2 separate regions of the Mus musculus genome follow, and region 2 is linked to region 1. Evidence: chromatin contacts called from public HiChIP or PLAC-seq data. All regions are on one chromosome and are shown on one strand. The core of a region is the stretch at or near the end of the contact, and the rest is flanking DNA. Distances in the headings are between cores, read along the strand shown. Region 1 overlaps 1700041I07Rik (a long non-coding RNA gene). Region 2 overlaps Pan3 (PAN3 poly(A) specific ribonuclease subunit).

What was found. HiChIP or PLAC-seq counts read pairs in DNA pulled down with a chosen protein or histone mark.
Region 2: an H3K27ac HiChIP or PLAC-seq map of microglia shows a contact between it and region 1, with 9 times the contacts expected there. The contact joins two enhancer-like sites. A contact is called at or near these places in 2 of 115 datasets of contacts at active chromatin or transcription factors (bone marrow-derived macrophages and microglia) and 1 of 9 other capture datasets (pancreatic islet).

What each region holds. Positions count from the first base shown.
Region 1 is chr5:146,801,710-146,808,623 of GRCm38.p6, reverse strand. All of the region lies in intron 1 of 1700041I07Rik (a long non-coding RNA gene), which reads right to left. Among named protein-coding and RNA genes, the nearest start is that of 1700041I07Rik, 9.3 kb to the right of the region's middle. Within about 2 kb of position 2,468, at least 54 of the 459 cell types and tissues checked have an H3K27ac peak or open chromatin away from gene starts, as enhancers often do. A contact at or near this core is called in bone marrow-derived macrophages and microglia, where this site is marked.
Region 2 is chr5:147,538,566-147,545,479 of GRCm38.p6, reverse strand. Pan3 (PAN3 poly(A) specific ribonuclease subunit) reads right to left here. Exons shown (of 19, transcript NM_028291.5): 15 at 6,108-6,237; 16 at 5,674-5,738; 17 at 2,272-2,410. Among named protein-coding and RNA genes, the nearest start is that of Pan3, 110 kb to the right of the region's middle. Within about 2 kb of position 2,994, at least 35 of the 459 cell types and tissues checked have an H3K27ac peak or open chromatin away from gene starts, as enhancers often do. A contact at or near this core is called in bone marrow-derived macrophages and microglia, where this site is marked.

The DNA.
Region 1 (6,914 bases), core at 1,219-3,718:
CAACTGGAGATGGTAACTGGGCAAGCACGTAGAGAAGGGACGGGAGGACCACAGACTAGAGGAGAGTGAGGTGAGGCAGTGGCTGGTGCAGCGAGAGTCACAGAGAGCTGCTCCCAAGCACTATGAAGGTGGGGCTTCGAAAGGAAAAGAACCCAATACGAGAGACCGGGCATCAGGAAGAGATAGGGCTGCGAAGTAAAAGGAAAGACGGACAATACCCAGGTCTCCGGCTTGGGTGTCTAGAGGCTTCTGTCCGGCTTCCCCCAAGGTGGTATAAAGGCCTCCGCTTTTTGGCAATTCTGAGAGTTTACAGGGAGGAAGAGGCAAGATGCTGAATCTTTCAGAAGGCAGGTGGCCAACTCAGAAGCTGACTCCCTAATCCAAAGCGTGAGCACTGATGCAAAAGAGGAGGTGAAGGTGCCTCTCGGGAACTCGAAGGTCTATTATCACAAAGCACGGATGGATGCAGGTAGGCAGGGCATCAGGCTCCCAGGCCTGGGCTGATGTTACTCACAAGCATATTTCATGCATCTCTTTTTCTGCACCTTTGCATCAAGACCCTGAAGGTGACAGGTGATCTCTAGGAAGAACTAAAAGGACATGAAAAGGGTTAGGGTGGGGGGACAGAAAAGGAGGATTTACAGCTGTGGGTCATAACCTTCCCAATGCTGTGACCCTTTAATACAGTTCCTCATGTGGTGACTCCCCCAATCATAAAATTATTTTCTTGCTATTTCATAACTGCAATTTTGCTACTGTTATGAATCATAATGTAAACATCTGTGTGCAGGATGTCCAATATGTGACACCCCCCCCCCCAAAGGGGGTTGGTCTGTATGTCAGCCAAAGCAGCCAAAGTGATGGATTCTTTGGGTCATTCTGGGTTGTTTTTTTTGTTTGTTTGTTTTTTTGTTTTTTTTTTTTTTTTTTTTTTTGGTTTTTTGAGACAGGGTTTCTCCGTGTAGCCCTGGCTGTCCTGGAACTCACTTTGTAGACCAGGCTGGCCTCGAACTCAGAAATCCGCCTGCCTCTGCCTCCCAAGTGCCGGGATTAAAGGCGTGCGCCACCACACCCGGCTTTTGGCATTCTGTCTTATCCCCTAAGTCCCAGGGAGACTTCTCTGGTGTTTTCTGATTGTTAATTTTTGTTGTGGCAACACATACGTAATGTAAATAGATAAAATGTTAGCTATTTGCAAATGTATGGTTCATTGGTTTTAGCTGGGGGTGGTGGCGCACACCTTTAATCCCAGCAATAGAGAGGCAGAGGCAGGCAGATCTCTGAGTTTGAGGCTAGCCTGGTCTACAGAGTGAGTTCCAGGAAGGCCAGGGCTACATAGAGAGACCTTATCTTAAAATTCAGTGGTTTTAAACGTACCTCATCATGTTTTGTAGCCATCACCCCTATAGCCACCAATGCCTCCCACAGGCCAGATGTTGAAGGCTGGGTCCCTACCCTGTGGTGTTCTTGGGAGGTGGTGGAAGCTTGAAGAGATGACAGCTAGTGGAAAAAAGTTAGGTTTCTGGGGGTGGGGGGTCCTCATTAGCTTTCTCCTTTCCAGAGGTTTATGGCCTGAAGACTGCTCCCCTACCAAGACTGCTCCCACCTAGATCAGCTAAATCTACCCTTGTTACACATCTGTAAACCATAAACCCTGCCTCCTTCTTAACAGTATGCGATACGACCCCTCCTTGTTTAGCTCTATTCAAAAACCCCACCTCTAAGTTCAATTCTATAATTAGCACCCTGAACTTCCCGGGAACTGGAGTTTCTCCATCTGGGAGCATAGGCCTCCCAATCCCAGCTTGCTCTGTATCTGTCTGTCTGTCTGTCTTGTCTGTCTGTCTCTTTTCTTCATTCCCTTGCCACCCCAGTCAGGTTCATCCCTAAACTACACTTTAGTTTTTGAGGCAGTGTCTGTCACTGAACCCAGAGCTCATTCTCCTGTCTCTACCTCCTCACCTCTGGGATTACATCCACCCGTGGTCTATGCCCTGCTTTAGCTCATGTGCTAGGGATGGAGTTCAGGTCCTCATTTTTGCCTAGCAAACACTTTATTAATTTGGTCACTTTTGGAGTTCCAGAAGTTTCTTTATTCTAAAAATTCAGGGTGGTTTTGTTGTTGTTGTTTGGCATTGCCTGAGTCTTGCAATATATTATAATCATGCAGTTCTTTTTTTCTTTTTCTGTAGAAGTGAAAGCGATACCCGTGTTTTACCACCGAGGACCCTGCTTGAACATCTGAGTCGTTCTCTGGGGGAAGCATGGCCTCTCAGAAGGCATCCTCAGTGGGCCGACCAGGGTCGGGGAAGGAGGTCCGTTGGGTGCTGATGTATAAATGTGAATGTGGAGGAGACAGCAAAGCCACAAGTCAGAGCCCCAGATTTGCAGTGCAGGCTCCTGACAGTTAAACCCTGATTCTGCAGATAGAGAATAAACCAAAATAAACCCAGCTTGCAGGGAGAAGTGAGCAGCATTGGAGGAAATGAGAGAGTTTGGGTTGGGGAAGTTAAACACAGTTCTCGAGACTTTCTCAGGGCTAGGGGGTTGCATTTCCCAGAGTTATTTGAGTTGAGCAAGATGAGGAACAAATTGGGAAGCAAAGGCCTGATATATGACCCTCAAACTGGAGAAGTCAGCAGGGAGGGGTACTGCCAGTGCTGGAGGAGGAGACAATTCATTTATTATGCTGCCTGCAACATAATAAACTGAATATATCAGACAAAAAAAATGAGACAGGGTTACTCAGTATAACCCTAGCTGTCCTGGAACTCGCTCTGTACACCAGGCTGGCCTCAAACGCAGAGATCCACCTGCCTCTGTCTCCCAAGTGCTGGGATTGAAGGTGTGCACCACCACTGCGGGGCATATATATCAGAACTATTTTACTCTTTTCCCTCCGTAGTGGTAGTGGTGATGGATCCAGGGCCTCCTACACGCTAGGCAAATGGGCTACCCTGGGTAACACCTTCAGGGCAGACTTTTGACCTCCTCTGGAGTTGGATATGCACTTTTATGAGTTTCAGTTCATTCAGTAACAACGATTTACTGAGTGTGTACTCTTCCCTGCCAGTGAACAAAAATACCACCCGACAGTTTCCCAGTTGTCATGGGTGTGACACCAGGCTCGGGCCAGGCCTCCTTGAGGAGGTGACATATAGGTTGGGATCTGAGGTTGAATGTCTCCCATGCTAAAAAGGAGGGAGGAAGTTCTAGGGAGGAAGGATGGCAAGTGAACACTCAGAGGCGCGACGAACCTTGCTGGTATCTGAGGAAAAATATGGAGGAAGGAGTGAGAGGAAGGGAGGATGGGGAGGCAGAAAGGGCAGCATCAGAAGTGGAGAGGGACAAGAAAGAGCAGCAGAGGGGAAAGAGAAGAGGAAGGGGAATGCTGTCAGTGTGTGATCACTGGATGGTTGACAAAGGAGACAGTATGTCCTCAAGGAACCCTGTCACACTAGAAACCACAAGATCGGCACTTGTCAAATTAATCTCAAATGGGGATGTTGCCAGAACTTTTCAGAAAATCCCAGGTGTGGTGTACTGCCCTTAAAATGTCTCTCTTCAACTGGATGGCACAGTTTTGAAGAAATCATGTGTCCCCCCTCCCCCTCCCCTCCCCCTCTCCTCTCCCCTCCCCTCCCCCACCCACTGTATAGAGCAGGCTCATAGAGATTCACCTGTCTTTGCCTCCTGAGTGCTGGGATTAAAGGCTCAGGAAAGAAGACCTGACTATCTCTCCTTTCTCAAAAACCACATTAAAGCTACCATGATGTTGTTCGTCAACTTGACCGGATCTAGAATCACCCAGGAGACAAGCTTCTGGACATATTTATGTGAAAAGTGGGGATTATGTTGGTTAGGTTGAGATGGAACGATTCAGCTTAAACGTGGAAGGCACCATTCCCCTGGCCCAAAGTCCTGAACCATAGAAGAAGGAAGGTGTCTGGGCATGAGGTACATTCACTGCTGCCCACTTCCTGACTGGGGACACAGCTCTCATGCCTAGAGTCTCCCACCATGAGGGACTGTATGTGAGTCAAAACAAACTCTGCCTTCCTTAAATCACCGGTTGCCTTTCTCCTCCCTCATAGCAACGAGACAATTAGTAGCTACTGTCAGAAAGTGACAGAGAGAAATGTTATTCAGATCCATGCTGCTGTGCCACCGGGCAGCCAGAGGGAGCCAAGGCTGAGCCTGCACAGTGCGATACATGCTCTCTCTTTTGTTCCCTGAAGGAAAAGAAAATGCGCCTCGTGAGAACCTTCAAAAAGGTATCTGCAGCTGGGCAGGGTGACACATGCCTTTGATCCCTGCCCACACTCAGGAGGCAGAGGCAGGTGGATCTCCTGTGAGTTTGGAGCCAGCCTGGTCTAGAGTTCCAGGATAGCCAGGGCTATGGAGTGAGAATCTTGTCTTGGGGGTATAGGGAGAGGCATCTGCGTCTCAACTGAGGGTCAGCTGCTTTTGAATGTGTTCTAAACCCCAGCTTTCTAGGAGGTTTGGAGACCTAACACAGAGTTGTATCACTGAATGCAGGAGTTATGAAAATTTTGACAATAAAAGTATTCTGAATATACAGCAACTAGAAATTAATTGAAAATCTAACCCACGTTGGGTCTAAGGTGTTCTGGAAGCAAGCATCTTGGTTGCATCACGTGACTTGTAGCCTTGGGTACAAACCTACAAAATCCAGACTTTGGGCTACAAATGCTGTCTGTCATGCCACCCCAACATCTCAGCTCTGGTTCTAGACTTTTCTAGACCTCAAACTGCAGTGTTTCTACTGCAAAGTGTTCTGCTCTTGCCCAAACATGGTTTAATTTGGGAAACCATAGGCTTTTGAATATTTCCCTACCATCATTCCTCAGTGTACAAGTATCAAATTAGTATAGCTTTGGGTTGTATGGTGTTAAAGTATTTGTTTTTTTTTTTCAAATTACTGTTTGAATTGCTAGCAGGAATTTCATAAAATTTTACTAAGGCTGTAGTTCAGCTGGTAGAGTGCGTGCCAAGCATTCATGAAACTCAGGGTAATGTTAGCCTTGAGGAGTAGAGCAGAAGATTCATAAGTTCAAGGTCAGCAAGGTGGCCAGCCTAGGAAACAGGAGACTCTGACTCAAGAAAAAAAAAAGTTGTTCGGTATAATTTGGTTTGGGTTTAGTTAGAACAGTTTTCAAATGGCCCCAGATACTCTTCTGCCATTTTGTACTATATGTTTAGGGGAAACTTCACCGCCTGCATTGACAAATATAAAATCAAAATATCACTGAGCAGCGGTGGCACACACTTTTAATCCCAGCACTTGGGAGGCACAGAGGCAGGCTGATCTCTGGGTTCAAGACTAGACTGGTCTACAGAGTAAGTTGCCAGACAGCCAATGCAACATGGAGAAACTCTGTCTTGAACCCCTCCCCGCCAAAAAATATATGTGTGTGTTATATGTGTAAAATGAAATAAAAATATATGTTCTGTATCCTACCATGTCAAACATTCAACCAAACTTTGTTTGATTTTAAATAGTTATTTATTTTGTGTATTTTGTGTGTTGTATGCATGTGTGTTGTACGCACACGCGTATTTGAAGGTTGTAAGGGAGTCAGGCCTCTTTTTATCATGTGGGTTCCAGAATCAAATTAGTAGCAATCAGTCTTAGTAACAAGCACTTTTACTCACTGAGCCATATCACTGGCCCAAGATTTACATATCACCAGCATCAGTTGTCCCAGTAGTGCCTTTTATTCTTGACTCTAAAACCAGAGCTATGGGGCCGAAGCTGCCAAGTTTTGCTGCTTGCTGGGACTAGAGCATGCCCCCTTGTTCTATTACTTCATCACCAGCTTTCTGTTTTCCAACTCCTTCACTGTCTAAGCTTGGGTTTCATGGAATCTGCTCTGTAGGCTGACCCTGAATGCAGAGATCTGAATGGCTCTGTCTCCTAGAATTAAAGGCATGTACCACCATTGCTGGGCCTAAGCTTTTCATAGAAATCAGGCTTCAAGATCCAGATCAAAATTTTGTGTCATCCTATGTCAATTTGATACATGATTATATCTCCTCTTTATGTCCAAATAAAAGTAATAATAAACTAACTACCCATTGTTCAGCTGCAAATACAAACAATAAGCTTAGCTGGGTGGGATCTCGCCCTGAGATCACTACTCCCTTAGTCTGTTTATCTCCTTGAACACAAGATTCAGCTCTTGTGTTCCTCCTGCCTCTTTATTACTCGAACCATATATTTTGTACTTTTTCTTTTTAAGCTTGCTATGCTTGATCAAAATACTCTTCATAAGATTGATCCAAAGGATAAAATCTAAACTTGGCTTCTTTGAGACTTCCTTTGTCAATACAATTAATCTGAATCTTTTCACTTTAGCCTCAGTCAGACTTTAAAGACAAGGGCAAAAAAGCAGCCATGTTTTTCACCAAAATATCACAAGAACGGTGTCTAGGTCACTACCATTCTCCTCCTTTGAAAACTCTTGAGCCAGACAGACCCCCGTCCAGTTCAAATCACCCTCAGCATCAATGTCTTTCATAGTCCTACTAGGATGGCCCAGTAAGTCCCACTTAAATCATTCCCCTGCTTCCCAAATCCAAAGTCCCAAATCCACATTCTTCCAAACAAAAACATGGTTGGGCCTAACACAGCAATACCCCACTCCTGGTACCAACTCCTATCTTAGTGAGGGTTTCCACTGCTCTGAAGAGACATCATAACCAAGGCAACTCTTATAAAGGACAACATTTAATTGGGGCTGGCTTACAAGTTCTGAGGTTCAGTTCATTACCACCATGAGGGAAGCATGGCAGTGTCCAGGCAGGCATGGTGCTGAAGGAGCTGAGCGTTCTACATCTTGATCCAAAGGCAAACCGGAGAAGACTATCTTCAGGCAGCTAGAAGGATGATC
Region 2 (6,914 bases), core at 1,745-4,244, 740 kb before region 1:
CCCTTTCAGATTTCCATAAACAGCTTACACCATGGGTCAAAATTCATAAGAATTCAAAGAAACATTGCTATGTTTCCTCTGCCTGCCCTAGTGTTTAGAATGTGTTTGATTCCTATCTTCTGCCAACTTGACACTAATTATTTACTCAATAGTTTCCACTTTCTATATTATAAATACCAGTACAGAGCAGAATGCACTTGCAGTGTACAACTTAGGAGGCAACCTTCAGGGCACTATCAAATGTGAGCATGAATGTCTTCACAGCGTGGTACCCACAGCCAAGCTGCTCTCCAAAGAACGTCAATTACATGTTACCAATGAGTTATAACAACTACCAGCCGCTCCATGTCAAACGAGTACCTTCCTATTTTTCTGTTTGCTTGTTTGTTGAGACGGGTTTCTCTGTGTAGTCCTAGCTGTCCCAGAACTCTCTCTGTAGATCAGGCTGGCCTCACAACTCAAAGATCCTCCTGCCTCGGTGTCCTGAGTGCTGGCATTAAGGGTGTGCACCACCGTAATCCATCTCTGTAGCTTCCTTTATGGGTTCCAGCTTATGATCTCTGTCTACGTATTCCATTACTGGGGTTTGGTAACAATATTTAGGATATGGTTTTCATTTTTTTTTTAAGCTTCTTCTTTCAGTATCCCACTAATTGATTCATTAAAAAGCTTTACATTTCACTTGAGGCCTAAAACTTTCAAAATATTTTACCAACAATTTCTGTCATCATTTCCATAAAAATGGCCTTTTGCAGATTTTTAGACCTTAATCAATATGGTTAGCTTCCTTTTTACTATACTCATTAAATTTGGGGAATTGGCACTTCAGATTTGAAATAAGATTTACTTTTTTAGGATATGAAATCCAGTCTTCTCAAGACGACTGTCTGTAGCTTACTGTAAGTACCACTGTCAGTATCTACATTTAAAAAAAAACAAAACAAAAGTTTTAATTACTAACTGATACTAACAATACCAAGCTATGAGATCTGTTAGGAATGTTTCCTACTTATGGATCCCCCCACTGTTCTCCCTTTAAGAGAAGTTAGAGAGTTGGGAAAGTAAGGCACACAAGGTGGATGAGAGGCCCACAGCACTGAGCAGCAGAGCCGAGCCTGGGAGTCAGCAGGTCTGCCGTGCACGGTTTACCTGCTCTTCCGCTACTTCAAGGGTAGGCACAGTGTGCTGAGGCAGAAAATATTTCCACAGATCTGAGGGGGAGCAACATAAATACACTCTCCTCCCACATTTTAAAAACAAAAAAGTGTCAGTTTGCAAGCGATTTAAAATATAAGTAAACAAACAAAAAATCAAGTGTGTGGAGCAGGTCCCTGTTTAACCCTGACTTTATACGAAGGCTGTGATTCACTGCAGACCACCCCACCCCATGTGGGTGCATGTGGTGGAGGTCAGAGGACAACCTTGGGTGTCAGCCCTTCCCTTTCCCCTTTGGTCTCTTTTATCATACTTACACATGTATCTACATATATGCAAACATACTGAATGCATGCAATCATACTACTTAATAAAACAAAATGACATGTCTACAAAACAAAGTATAAAAGAAGGACCATGGTCATCTTATGATGCTTTATCACATTAAAAGGTTCGCATATGAAAACTCTACATCAGCAGTTCTCAACCTGTGGGTCAAAACCCCTTTGGGTCACAGATCAGATATCCCTTTGAGTCACTTAAGAATCACATATTAAATATCCTGCATATCAAATATTTACATTACAATTCATAACAGTAGCAACGTTATAGTCCCCACAACACGAGCAACGGCATTAAAGGGTCACAGCATGAGGAGGGTTGAGAACACTGCTGTAGACGCTCCTGCTTTTGCTTCTGAGTGTTGGGATTAAAGGCATGAGCCACCGTGCCCAGACAAAAAATTCCCACTTTAGAAAATGTCCAGCAAACATACATCCTGTCTTCTTCAGGATCCTAGCACTTGTACACAAGATGGCTCTTTAAGCTGTAATAGCTATCCTGTGATCTCAAAAATCTACAAGGCAGGTGAGTTCCCAGTGGCCCAAGTGCTTGCCACCAAGCATGACACACCAGCACAAAGCAGAGGAACTCCAAAGTGTCCTCTGACCTTGTATGTGCACACAGGGCAGGAGCGCGCGCGCGCGCACGCACGCACACGCACGCACACACACACACACACACACACACACACACACACACACACACGTGCACACACACGCACACACACAGACATAGTAAGAACCTATTAAACACGATTCTTTTCCTTACAAGTACCTTGTTAAGACAAGAAATGATGTGACTGAGGTCGATCCAGGGAGCACCTGCTTCTGTCACCTGATGAAAAAGATGATCTCTAAAGAGTTTCAACAGGTATCTGTCTCCAGTCTCTGACCAGGTTGGATCCTTCTGAAACCTGGGGGGTTAACATTTGACCTCAGTAACTCACTCTACATGCCACACAGCCATATTTTTTCAGACGCAAGATTCATCTAATCTTCCCCAGTTAATTAGAAATTGGAAGGGCTCTGAAAAGTGCTTAAAAAATCTCAACCAACCCAAAAGTACACATATCACATATTCTCTTCACAGGAACAGTTGCCCCTTACATGCTATTCAATCTTTATGACTAGTACAAAATAGAAAACTGTCTGTAGACGTCTCTGAGCCAGGGCTGTAAGGTCCTCTCCTCCTTCCGTGTTCCAGGTTACAGAGGCATCAGCTAAGTTTCCACTTTACCAAGGAACACAGAGGAGGAAATGTTTAGAAAGCAAGGTAGCTTTTAGTCTTCTACACTTCACCAGAAGGTGAAGCTGTGAGGAACTGGAGAACCAGAGACCACTGGTAGTTTTAAGTGACCGGAGGAACCTATAGTCTGGTAGGACACACGTCACTCCAGTAACCTGAGAAAGCAGGGATTCTACCCAGCTACACGGTGCTCTGAGAAGAGGGTAGACAGAGCTGAAACATGAGCCTATCCTGGAAAGAGGAAGCTGAGGCTGCTAGTCCCAGAAAAAAAGCATGCTCTGCAATTCGCAAGAACTAGGAAGGGCCACTGTGTCTAGACAGGGTTTGCAGAGGAAGTCAGAGAACCAGCAGCAATGGACTGGGGGAAAGAAGTCACGAGCATTCTAGAAGAAAGCATGAGATCACGCATTCATTTCTAAGTATAAAACAACATTCTTAACCTGAACACAGAGTCATAAAAAAAGGTTTGATCCATTTGATCAAACACACAGACATCTACCGAGGATGAGCCTAAGCACGGTCAGAGACAACTAAGCCCTCAAACAGGCAACCTCCAGCAGGCAAGGGCACCAACCAACAGCACAACAGACAAAATCCCAACTTTTTTTAAATGGTTTTTTTGAGACAGGGTTTTTCTGTGTAGCCCTGGCTATCCTGGAACTCACTCTGTAGACCAGGCTGTCCTCTCAGAAATCCGCCTGCCTCTGCCTCCAAGGTGCTGGGAAAAAATCCCAACTTCCAAGGAAACATTTTCAGTCAGGCCTCTCACGAACAGTACAACACAATCCTTGCAACACTTCTGTTCTCTGAAGACTCCAGTGCTGCTCGATTCTTTGGTGACCAGGTCCCCCTGCAGCACTGTCTGTAGCTCATGGCATCAACAGTCCATGACTAGGTAGCTAAGCTGTCTGCCTCCAGTGTGTTCTTGCACACAGGAGCAATGCCTCCGTCATAGGGTGGCAGAGGGAGAAGCCCAGCAGGCTCGTGTTTCATGTAGGAGCCTGCATAATTCCAAACAGAGCTGAACAAAATGATTTCTAACATTAATACTGTGAGAAGTGGGGCTGGAGAGATGGCTCAGTGGTTAAGAGCACCGACTGCTCTTCTGAAGGTCCTGAGTTCAAGTCCCAGCAACCATATGGTGGCTCAGAACCACCTGTAATGAGATCTGAAGTCCTCTTCTGGTGCATCTGAAGACAGCTACAGTGTACTTAGATATAATAATAAATAAATCTTTAAAAAAAAATACTGTGAGAAGTGATGATGTTTACGTATTTAAAAGGGGGAGATAAACAATATATTTATACTTGTAACTCTGAAAGTAAATATAAAATTTTTATCAATAAATTAGTCAGGGTGAGGACAACTGGAAAGACTGAGAATGTCAGGTATAAAAAGAGTGATGATATTTTTCACTATTCTACAAAACTTTAAAATTTCGTATTAAAAAATGTAAATAAAATTTTATAAGGACAGTTTAGAATTATATAAATATAATATCATATATCAATAATGTATAAAATGAGAAAGTACTTTAGATTTGCAAAGGACTAATGAATTCACCTCACATGAAAGGTGTACATGAGGGTGTGCTCCACTGGCAAGGGATAAATGATAGAAAAAAGAGAGGCAATAGAGCGTGCGCTCCGGAGAGGGAAGGAGCCAAGACCCCGGAATGAGGGAAGGCAGGCATTAATGTGGCAGCCACGAGGCACAAGCAGCCTGGACAAGAACAGAAGGTGAGAAAAGGAACTGTTAGGCTACTATGTCTCAAGGCATCTGTAACTCTGTCAGAAAGTTGACTGCTGTACAATTATCTGCTTAAGTTCACTATATGGAACTATGATCAACTCCAAGACAGCACAACTGAAAATCGAGAGGAGAAGAACTGGAATCAGGCTTTACTTTGGGCACACTGACAACAGCATGCACCTCTTCCCAGCAGTGCCAGCCCTGAGAACAGAGATCTCAGATCTATGCATCAGCAGAGTGAAGGAATGGGTGGGTCACCAGGTGGATCAAATACCAAGAAAAGTCACAGAACAGAAGAGCCACCTTTTTGAAATACAGGCTGAAAGAGGTCTTAAAACTGGCTCAGCACACATCCTCTTATTAGGACGATTATTAGAGATGATCCTGAGGCTCTTCATTTTCAAAACAGCCAAGCAGGGCTGGAGAGATGGCTCAGTGGTTAAGAGGTCCTGGGTTAGAGTTTCAGCATCCATACAGTGACTCAACAATTGTGTGCACTGCAGTTCCAGGGGATCTGAGGTCATATTCTGCCTCCTAAGACACCAGACACACACGCAGTGCACAATACACATACAAGCAAAATACCCATACACACTAAAGATAAGCTGTAAAAGAAAAACCCACAAGCACCTGTCTGTCACCTACCTCTATGAGAAGTGACACAATTCTGATGTGTAACTTACACATTTTAGTCACAACTGCAACTCTGTCCAGCCCGTCTCAACAGTTAACAAAGTACAGACATCAACTCTGCATAAGGTAACTCTAACTTAAAAGGTAAAACTGGGACAGCATAAAATAATGATGTCACTTCATTACCAATAATGACATCTATGAAAGTGCATTTTCATAGAAAAGAAGGAAACACTACAAACAAGGGACTGCTAGCGTCTCTCAACTGACAAGATAAACTGATGAGATGAGGCTTCCTACAGGAGGCAGAGCACTGCCTCACGTCTGCACATCACGGCCAGTTTCCAGTATGGCACATAAATTCTTAAGAACAGCCACATCCAGGCTGTGGTTTCAAACAGTTCTTAATAACTAGCAGTTTTATGGTCACTTCATATGAGAACTTCCCTTTTCAAAATAAAAACATTAACAAGGTAGTTCGCTCATTCCTTACACAAACTGGAACCCTTGGTTTTAAAACATGCTGTAAATACTGTAAACCCTTACTCCGGCCTCTCGTTGATTGTTCCCAATTTTGCTAGAAGCCTAAACAGTCTTCCATTTTGAACCTCCTATAAAACATTTTAAAAAGAGAGAGAATGTTAGTGTTCCAGCTAACTGAATATGAACTGAGTCTTTAAAAATGGTACTCTGTACCCACATCATTCCAATGCAGCAAGTACTAACACCCACACTGCTGGGTCTGCTCTTAAACATATGCCTACTTTTGTGCACAGTTGTACTCAGGAGATTATGCAACTCATCAATTCTAGGAATTATTTAAAATACTAACGTGAAACAAAACCAATTTTAGACACAATTATGAATAGGATACTAGAGACTAAACTACTGCCTACTGTGAACAGGAGCATCACAGTCCCAGCTAGCTGGCTCAGCGAATGCTGTACTTTATACCAAGTTAAACAGGAACTAGACTCTACCTTAGCAAGGTCTTCCTCGATAACATCATTTCTCATTTGAGCAGCATCCAATTGAGTGTAAAACCGAGCACCAATCATGGGCATGATGTCATTCACACTCCGCATCCTGTTTTGGTCAGTCAACAAGTACCTACCAAGACAGAGAAGAACCCCATGAATGGTCAGCAAGGGTTAATAACAACACAGCCACAAGCACACAGATGCTGCTGTCACTATAATCTGGCACTCACAATTTGAAAACATACTTTTCATGCAAATTAATTCCATTCTGAAACTTGAGTAGTCCTTCTCTTCCCTGAACATTTACCAATCCACCATCTCTCCTCTGTGTGCTCACAGTCAGAGATGTGGAAAGGAAAGCAGAAGGATGCCACGCCTGCCCATGGCCACCCTGGAGCCCTGTGTCAACAGTGCTAAATGGAATGACTCTCAAGAATTCTGAGGGTTAAAACACTGGAAGGCTGAGGGATGGGGAGTTTTCCCTCCTGTTCTTCAAAGATAAACTGCTACTGTTTTCAAGACAGTGTCTTGCTATGCTGCCCAAACTAGCTCGAAACTTCTGGGTTCTACAGGCAGATGCCACCACACCTAACCAAAAATAACTTTTCAGTCTAAAAATGAATCTTAAATTGTGAAAAAACTGAATTAGCCCAAAAGAACTATCCTCTGCTCCATGATTTCATGTGTCACCTGTTATTTCTGGAAAAATCTCTACAGACTCAGAGAGCACAAGGGACCAGCTCAACTCTTTTTCTATCACCATTAAGGCAGAAAGTTTTGCTGTTTTCCAGGCTGCCTGCAGAATGC